Linked DNA regions of Gossypium hirsutum: regions 2 and 3 are each linked to region 1. A link is a contact called in public Hi-C data. All regions are on one chromosome and are shown on one strand. The core of a region is the stretch at or near the end of the contact, and the rest is flanking DNA. Distances in the headings are between cores, read along the strand shown.

The links. Hi-C and Micro-C count contacts between places; a contact is called where the count stands out from the background.
Region 2: a contact with region 1 is called in a Hi-C map of leaf, with 9 times the contacts expected there. The contact joins the enhancer-like site here to the promoter of LOC107960332 in region 1. A contact is called at or near these places in 14 of 34 Hi-C or Micro-C datasets (anther, callus, hypocotyl and 3 more).
Region 3: a contact with region 1 is called in a Hi-C map of leaf, with 2.7 times the contacts expected there. The contact joins the enhancer-like site here to the promoter of LOC107960332 in region 1. A contact is called at or near these places in 3 of 34 Hi-C or Micro-C datasets (callus, leaf and petal).

The regions. Positions count from the first base shown.
Region 1 is chrA05:75,353,397-75,356,534 of Gossypium_hirsutum_v2.1, forward strand. LOC107960332 reads right to left here and starts at 1,598. Exons shown (of 7, transcript XM_016896662.2): 1 at 1,197-1,598; 2 at 1,008-1,088; 3 at 715-891. The coding sequence starts at 1,284.
Region 2 is chrA05:75,663,145-75,666,235 of Gossypium_hirsutum_v2.1, forward strand. No RefSeq gene overlaps it. Among protein-coding and RNA genes, the nearest start is that of LOC121229884, 94 kb to the left of the region's middle. Within about 2 kb of position 1,342, at least 8 of the 9 cell types and tissues checked have an H3K27ac peak or open chromatin away from gene starts, as enhancers often do. A contact at or near this core is called in leaf, where this site is marked.
Region 3 is chrA05:74,856,182-74,859,312 of Gossypium_hirsutum_v2.1, forward strand. No RefSeq gene overlaps it. Among protein-coding and RNA genes, the nearest start is that of LOC107959974, 38 kb to the left of the region's middle. Within about 2 kb of position 1,875, at least 3 of the 9 cell types and tissues checked have an H3K27ac peak or open chromatin away from gene starts, as enhancers often do. A contact at or near this core is called in leaf, where this site is marked.

The DNA of each region.
Region 1 (3,138 bases), core at 348-2,847:
ATCTTTATCTAAAAAATTTGCAATGACTGGTTAAGACATCAAAATAACCTAAGAAGAATAAAAACTGAGTAGAAGCACGATAAGTTTACATTCCATTGAACTCGCCAAACGTCTATGATATATACAAAATATTCACAGTTTACAGCATTCCCAAGTTACCAAGTTGAAAATGTTATAATCCTCAAAATGATGTAAATGCTCTTAGTGAAAGATCTATTTGTTTCCAATTTATTTGAAGAAAAATGTAACAATATTTTATAAAATATTGGTAGAACATCTGCACCATTCATCTAAGTTCTAACTTACAAATATTTCTATAACCCGCATCTTTCAAATATATGAAATGGAAATGCATTTGAAATACATTAAAATGCTTGACAGATGAAACAACTTGCTCTAACTCTAACAAGACCATCAAAATAAAAAATTGCACTCAGCACTTGGACAATGGAGAATGTATGCCAACTCAGCTAAACGTGCACTGTCCTTTATGAGGCAGGTTCAGCAACAGGACTCACTGCCAACAGATGCAAATACCTCAACTTTTTCTATTAGTAACAAGCCTTGAAACATTCAGTAAGAAAAGATCACACTAAAAGAACAAAGCATTACCCAAACAAGGCAAACAATTTGAATTACTAATGCAAATGCAACAAAAATTAACAAAGCCAACCATTTGAATAATACTACGAGAAAGAAGAAACCCCCACTTACACAGAGATAAAGAACTAGACATCCGATAAAGGTTGCTATTAGCAGAGTCCAAAATTAGCAGCTCTCCACTGGGCAAAATCTCAACAGTGTGAGGTTCAACCCCAAGCTTACTTCCATCAAACACAGTCTCCACAGTGTATCCACCCTCAAACTTCATCATTGGACGGCCAGTAATTGCTATACATACATAAAATACCATGGAGATTACCACATCAGACGCTAATCTCAAAGCCAAAAAAAAAAAGAGGAAATGTGGGTTTTAATTCTAAATTCTAATAGTCGGAGATCTTAACCTGTTTTAGTGGTAGCTTTGAGTGACCATAACCATTTCATAGAAGCAGACACGGCATTAGAGAAAACCCCACTTACGATCTCTGCGGGAACAAAGAATCAAATTCATTTTCCATTAAAGCAAGGATTTATCTTAAATCTAGAAGCAGATCAAAATCAATGCGAGCTTTTTCATTTGTTAGGAAACTTACTTGCAGGTGAAGAAGTAGTAGGAGCTGAAGTGACACCTCCAAGAAGAAGCAAAAGAGCAATACCCAAGACCAACACATTTTTACCCATTGCCACTTTCACTCAAGCAAAAAAAAAAAAAAAAGAAAACCCAACAAAGAGCTCTTAGATATGTAAGGATATTCAAGCTTTACACATTGAGAAGAAATGCAAAACCCTATTCAGAATCTGGGTCTTTTGCAGGAAAGTGAATGAACACTTTGAGCTAGAGTAAAACAGTGTGCTTTTCAAATTTTTTTCCTAGTTTTTTTAATAACAATAGGAAAAGATGGTTCTTTTTCTTGGTTTCTTTTGAGACACCGTGAAGAGTAGAGTGGTGAGTAGAAGAAGAGGAAAGGGAAAGAGACAAGAAAAAGGGAGGAAAAGCAACAAGAAAATAATAATAATAATAATAAAGCAAAAGAGGTAAAGGGAACTCGCTGTGACAATGAAAGAGAGAGAAAATCAACGTGATGTGGTTATACCTGGATCTTCGTGTATTAGTACGGGATTAATGTATTTTCATGATTTATAATTATATTTAATATATATGTTAATATTTGATAGTATATACCTTTAAAAAAATATTTGATAGTATATAATTTTATATTATATCATGATTTATCATTTAAAGGAAATAAATTTATTAATAATGTACTTTAACCTAATGAGAAAACTTTCAACTTTTAAAAAGATATTAATCTCAAAAGGATTAATCATTGTAAATGGTAAGATGAAAATGAAAAATACATTAATTCAAAAAAATAAAGAAAATTTAATACATAAAAGTATATACTTTTATTATATCAAATATTAATTTTTAATATATTATATGTTTTTACTCTTTTTTAAGGAATATATTTTTACTTTTTTTATTAAAATACGCTTTTGTTGTAAATCTATTGATAAATAGATATCCATAATTCCCTTAAATATATTCTATCGTAACCCTTAAAGAATAAATGTCTATGACCCCTAAATTCATTATCTTATAACCCTTAAATCATTTATAGGGTATTTTAATGTTAGCTCTTAATGTTGGTCCTTACTGCTTTTTAATTTATGGTACTTGAAGCCCTATAAATATAGGGCATATACAAGCTTATTGTATCTTAAGTGAAAATTGAATCATTCTTTCATTTCTTTATTTTTTCTTTCTCTCTTAATCTTTACATTCTTCTTTTTAGTTTTATAATACGTTGTCAGCATGATCTTGCTCATAAATAAAAAATCTTATGTGTTGAAGATTACACTTATCCTCTATGATTTTTCATTTGAAGCTTTAGACGCAAGATGCAAAATTTTGAATGGAGTTTTTATTTTATGTTTCATATTTAGATTATTATTATTTTAATTCTTAATTAATTATGATTAATTTGTTTAATTTTTATATTTTAAGCATGTGAAAGTTTTGATCTCTATTTAGATCTTGATCAAATGCAATTTTGTGTCAACTTTTGTAGACTACTTGCAGTTTGCAACCTCTCCAACTCAGCCTAGACATTAAGCTCAAATTTGGATGATTATGTAACAACCCGCCTGATAAAACTTTAGGATACGTTTGGTTCACTATAATGGAATAAGGCTGTAATTGAATAGAGTTGTAATGAAATAGAGCTGTAATCAGTAGTTCAACTGTTTGGTTGAATGAAATGGAATAAAACTGTACTAGTATTATTGTGTTTGATTCAATGGAATGATGTTGTAATAGCATAAGGAAAAAAACTAAAATGATCAGAATACCCTTAGCAGAATTTTTGTTAGGTAGATGATTATTATTATTGTTATTAAATTTTAATATGATTATTATTGAAAATAATTTAATAAAAATAATAAATAATTTAACTATATTTTAACATAATTATTATTAAATATAATTTAATAACATTCTTAATATAATTATTATTATATGAATTTAAAAAATCA
Region 2 (3,091 bases), core at 92-2,591, 310 kb after region 1:
AATCTAAGGATATTGAAAAATAATTAGACTATAGATATGATAAGACAATTTTGCAATTTTTTTGTTGTAATGATAGTTAGAATGAAAATAATAGAGCTAAAGAAAAATAAGAGTGTAAAAGAACACAATTAACCTTATGTTTGTGAAGCCTCCCTTAGATCTTTTGTTCAATTACCAAATGAAACAAGAATACACTTCTTCCCTATCAGTTAAAGCTCACAACTTCTTCACCAAGAATGTCTATGCAACCCCGATAAAGAATTAACAATCCTACAACCCAAAATGGTCACTCAGCAGTGCTTGAGCTAAGTGTTACATCCACCTTAGTCAGCTAAGCAAACAATCGAACAAGAAAATAAACAAACAAGTTGAATGAAACACAAGTTCAACACAGCTTCAATAGAAATAAACTCTTAAAACTTGATCATTCTCAAAAGACTACGTCGTTTTATAAGCTTGGGAAATAGAAAAATATTTTCCTTTAAAACAATTGATAAGTGATTGGGAAGCTCCTTGAGTAAAGCTAATAGTTATCCCTAAAAATTAGCACCTTAAGCATAAAAAAAAAAGACTACCATGCTGATCAAATCACTTCAAGAAAATTAATTGAGAGACTAAAGCCTCTTAGTCGACCCATGCTACTATTTTGTCAAACATACCATAATCAAATGGATCACACTCAGTCTAATCAAAACATGTATGGGGCCCAAAACAATGGCCCAAGCATAGAAACAAAATTGTTATAACAATACATGGAACGAATGAACAACAACTTATAAATATTAATCTAAAATTCTAAATGAATTAAATCTAAAATAAATAAATCTAAATTTTAAAATAAGAATTTCATTAAAAAAATTACTAAAATTCTTAGAATATTTTCAAAAAGTAATAAGAACAGTAAACAGAAGCACAAAATGATAACAAGAAAATAGCAAAAAAAAAGAAAAGAAAAGATTATGCCAAAATAAAATTAATGCACTAATGATCACAATTATTCAACTAAAATACATAATAAAAATATTCAATTAAAATAAATTTAAATATTCCAAATAAAGAGAATCAAATTTTATTATTTACCAAACAATCATTCCTTTTAAAAAGAAAATTCTAGAAATTTAAAAATCAGATTAAATAAAAAGCAAAAATAAATTCAAAAAATATTAGAAATAAAAAGGTTTAATTTTAAAAATTAAAAAATGTAAAAGAGGGACTTGACTGGAAATTTTCTTGGTTTGAATAAAATTAAAAATCCAAAGACTAATCCTACAATTGTGCAAGGCGCAGGTCCCAAGAAATAAAAACATAAGCACGGGGGACCTCCTGTGCAATTTATAAAGGCGAAAGGCCTAAAATATAATTTAAAAACACGGAGGACTGGGTTGCAAATTTCTCTTTCCCACTACTATTTATTCCTGAAACTCAAATGTACTTTGTTATTTTTTTCTTTCAATTTTCAAATAACACTCTTTGTTTTTTCTCTCAGCTTTGTTTAAATTTGTTTTATGGCTCTACTATTGAAGAACCCAAGGATCTTTGATTTCCAACGTCAGAGCACCACACGCGGTGGCTGAAAACTGCAGAGAAAAAGATTTCTTTTTCTTTCTAACAAACTTTAAAGAAAAAAAAATCAAAAGGAACAAATAACCAAAAATTTCTTCTTTTTTCAAAACTGTTTCAAAAATAAATTTTTTCTTCACTTTTCGTTATTTTAGGTCTGAAAATTCACACCTTTTATTTTGTGGATCTGGTAAGGGTGGTTGTTCCTCATGGCTAGAGTTTTGAAACTCAGGATGTCGCCTCCTTGGAACCACCCTTCACCTTTTTTCTTCTTCAAAAATTGAGAAGGAAAGAAAAATCTTTTATTCATGTATCAAAAGAGCAAAAAAAAAAACGTGAAGACTGTCTTTGGAAAACCCTTTCCCTTTTTTCTTGTATCTTGATTTTCTTATTTATTTAGGATTCTGTTTTTTATTGTTTGCAGATTCATCGTTATACTTTTTTCCAAATTATCATTAATCACAAAATCGTTTCATATGCTGTTTATTGTCAACTGTAATTGGTTACCAACTTTTTCTTTGTATTCAGACTCGTGTTAGAAAAAAAAAAAGAAAAAGGGTTTTAAAAACCCTAACCCGAAAATTGGATACAGAAATGGGCTTTCGGGCTTGGACTTAACTTGGGTCAAGACTCAATTCCGGACTTCAAAAAGGACCTAAACAACTTGTGCTTGAAAATATTTAAATTGGGCTTGAGTTGGACTTGGACTTTAAAATGAATTTGGGCTTCAGACTAGACTTGGACTTTAAACTTAACTTGAATTGGACCTAACTTAAGTTTTAGTAAATACCAAAAGGTGGGCCTTAGTATTGGACTTTCAAAGAAAAACCAAATTTCAATATTATTTTATTTTATAAAAATAATTACCTGAAATAGAAATTTTTTATTTAACTTTTTTTTGTCTAATTTTCCCTTTTCCAAAAACAAGAATCGAAATGTGGATATCCAAATATCTACCCTTTTATGCCAAAAATTCAAAAATTAAATTAAGTTAAAAATGATTTAAAATTTTAAAATTAAATAAAAAAATAACTTATTTTAATTAAAAACCTTTAGAATTTGTGAGAGGAATTCAATACGGTCCTTAGTAAATTTTAAAAAATTCAATTCCAATTTCAAAATTAAATTAATATTAACATAAATTTAAAAGAAAAATAACTATGCTTAGGAAAAAGAAACTTGCAGCCCTCTAATTATTTCGAATCTCAAATCAAGATCGTAGATCCTAGGCAAATTAGGTGTCTACAACTGCCCTTCTTTCAGTGTTGCTTGTGTAACAAGGAATATGCAAAGATATAGACATCTTTGTTTGACAAAAATAAAGAAAACCAAATGACTAAAGTTTTAAAACAACTCGGCAAAGAGAAAAGACAAACTTGAAAAACCTCACAACTAGGTTCCTTTAGAGAAACACAAACAAAATTGGTAGCTCTCGAATAAATGACCTAGTGGTTTATTGAATCCTCCACTAAACAGGCTTTTACCATAAAGCGGCAACTATATTTGCTTCTAATTTTCAGACCAATTGACC
Region 3 (3,131 bases), core at 625-3,124, 500 kb before region 1:
ACATTTTATCAAATAGCTAACCATTGATTTATCAAAGTTTTATCGGTTTCAAAACCCTTCTTCGTAACTCTCCCAGATTCAACGATAACGTCTAGGCCGAGTTTAGGGTGTTACATATTTGGTAGCTTAGCTGCAAGTATTTTGTAAAGTGTAATACCGACACTAAGTGGTGTGTAAGATTGAATAGGTGTTTCATGCCCCATATGATGTGTTGGGATGGTCGGAGTTGGTGTGTAGCGGATGAGGGTAGGATTATATATTCGTATTTGTACTGCTTTGATATGAATCTGTTTCTGCTAAGTCTGTCTGATATAATTTAATTGTTATGTTATTTGCTATACACTGGGTTTCAAAAACTCATATTTTGTTTGACTGTTATTTTTAGGTAATCCTCAAACTTAGGCAGTTCGGTGCAACGGGAGTTTGGTTATAAAACTATTTTGTTTAATTTGTTTATTATTATTTTAATTTTGGTTAAAGAGTTTTGGACTATTTGGACGTTTTGGTTGTTTAGGGTTCTTTATTTTCATTTTTCATAAAATACTACTTAAACGTTTTATTGACAAAATTCGTTTTTCCTTCAAAACAATTGATTTCCAGGAAATAAACTCGGTTTTCTTATACATATTGATCTAAGAATTTTTGACGCAAAGTATACGATCTAGAAAATGTAAGCAAACGTTGTTTTCAACTAAAAAGTAAAGTTAGATATGTTTTTCTTTTAAATCGAGGTTTTTAAATGATAAAACTTTACGACTCTTTTTGAAATTTACAAGAACTAGATTTTCGGCTGTTATACTAACCTTTCCAGATTTGGCCATAACTTCTAGACCGGATTTGGGGTGTTACATTTAGAATTAATGCCAAAATGCCAAAATATATAAACATTGAAAGATAAATTTATTATTATACCAATACCAATTAAAATTATATACAATTGATAGAAGACATTAACAATGTAATTAGTTATCCTAAATTGTTCACTTCTGAAATTAAATTAATCTAAATTTCTTTTTAAAAAATTAATTAAATTGGAGAAACCAACTTCCCATCCATCTATCGATAAATAAAAGTGAGATTTGTTATAACATGAAATTATCTTGTCGTGAAAAGTTTGTATTTTGTTAATACAAAAGTTTTAAGTCTAAATTTAGGTCTTTTAAAGTTGGTACAACAAGTTCTAAAGAGTGTTGGAGCAAGTTTAATGCTTTAACAGAACAAAATTACAAATAATTTAGAAAATGGTTTGTCGGAAAATCTAGAAAAGTCTAGCCCTAATAATTAGCAAAACATTTAAAATTTTTTTGTATCTTTAATAAGTTGGATTTTACCAACATTTTGATATAACACTATTAATTTGTCAAATTGAAGTTATGTCATCATAGGAGACAAATTGATAATTTGACCAAATGAATGGAAAGTTTTTGAAATTATTACAAATTGATTTCAACAAAAAGTCCAAACATTTTATGTAGAAAAGGAATTATTTTATTTTATTTTTGATTATTTTTAATATCTATTTCTTTTGACTTTCAAAATTTTAGTTCAGTATTAATTGAATCTATTAACTAAAAAAATGAGTAATTTTTTAGTATTATATAAATAAAATCATAATAGTATAAGATAACACATGTAATAATATAAGATTTGAAAATAATAGAATTTTAATTTCAAAATTAAATTTAAAACTTACGAATAATATAATATTAATAGTAGAAAGTGACCCGAAAAATATGAATATTCTTATTAATTATTACAAATAGTAGCATGGAATTTAGACATGGAAAGCTGAGCAGGTAGGGGCATGGGCAGTTCCGGGAATTGTGGGGGCACCAATGGTCCTCTCGCCCACTTGTATGATTAAGTAACATATTAATCCATCCTGTTCAAATTGCCTGTCCGATAAAGACTGCTCGTTCGTGATGGCCTAATCCTCCGCGGGACCACATTCTCCTCTCCCTCTTACAATTTCATCTCTTTTTCAAGTTTTGATTGCAATTGCTATGTTTTGGGAAATTTGATGTTTAATATGTTTTGGATAAAAACTATTAAATTAAAAGAATTGAGATTGAGCGCAAATATATATAGTTGACTTCAAATATGAGATACTCTCTTATCTCCATATGTTTTTAATTTTATAATATATTTTTTTAATATTATGTATTTCTTTATTTAAGTGAGCAAGCGTTACAATCCAGTAAAATGAAGTATTATGAAAAGCAAGATCGAAACATATCATGGAAAACAAGTGTGATGGCAAGTGGTGGTTATGGAATGATGAGACCTATAGTTGTTGTGATCTTTGAATGAAATTTCAAAGTAAATTTTAAGTATTTAGATTTACTAAAAGATAAAAAAAATCCCTAAATGAAACATTAGATTCATCATTTAATTTTTTAAAATAGTTATCAACAAAACAAGTTGCATATTTTATAGATATGAAAAAGATGCAGTTAACTCACAAGAGTATGCTATGAATGATGGGTAATCAAGGTGAAGAAAATCATGTTCATGTTACTAATAGTGAGTACTGAGAGAACAATTACGAAGATAGTGGATATAATAATCGTTTCGTGAAAGTTACACTTTTATAATTCATTTTGATAAAGGGAGTGCTACTTGCAAACTTAAGTACAAGTGCTTTAACAATTTACTCAATGTGGAGGGAAAAAAGTAGTTATATACCCGAGAAAAGTTAAGAAGTAAACTTCTTGATAGTCTCTGTGTTTGAGCTTCCAAGTCATGCTTTTCAAGGCATCCCAATAGTGGAGCAAATCGTACAATCTTACCAAAGAGTGATTTTGTAGGGAACAATATTTTCTGACACTACTATTAACAGAAGTGTTAATAACAAAAAAAAATGATATCTATTGTGTAACTAGTATGACATTAATATTAGATATTAAATATTTATAATCTAAATATTAAAAATATGTTACTAAACATTAAATAATAAATATTTTTTAAAATAGAAAAAATAAAGTACTTATAGACATAAATGAGCTACTTATAGATCTAAATGAGCTCCACTTCATTTATAATTTCAAAGTTTATTTAAAATATAAGTGGAGCTTTTAGTTATTTTTCAAATTGATAATGTATTATGTAATTAATATCACATTAAAGTTTAA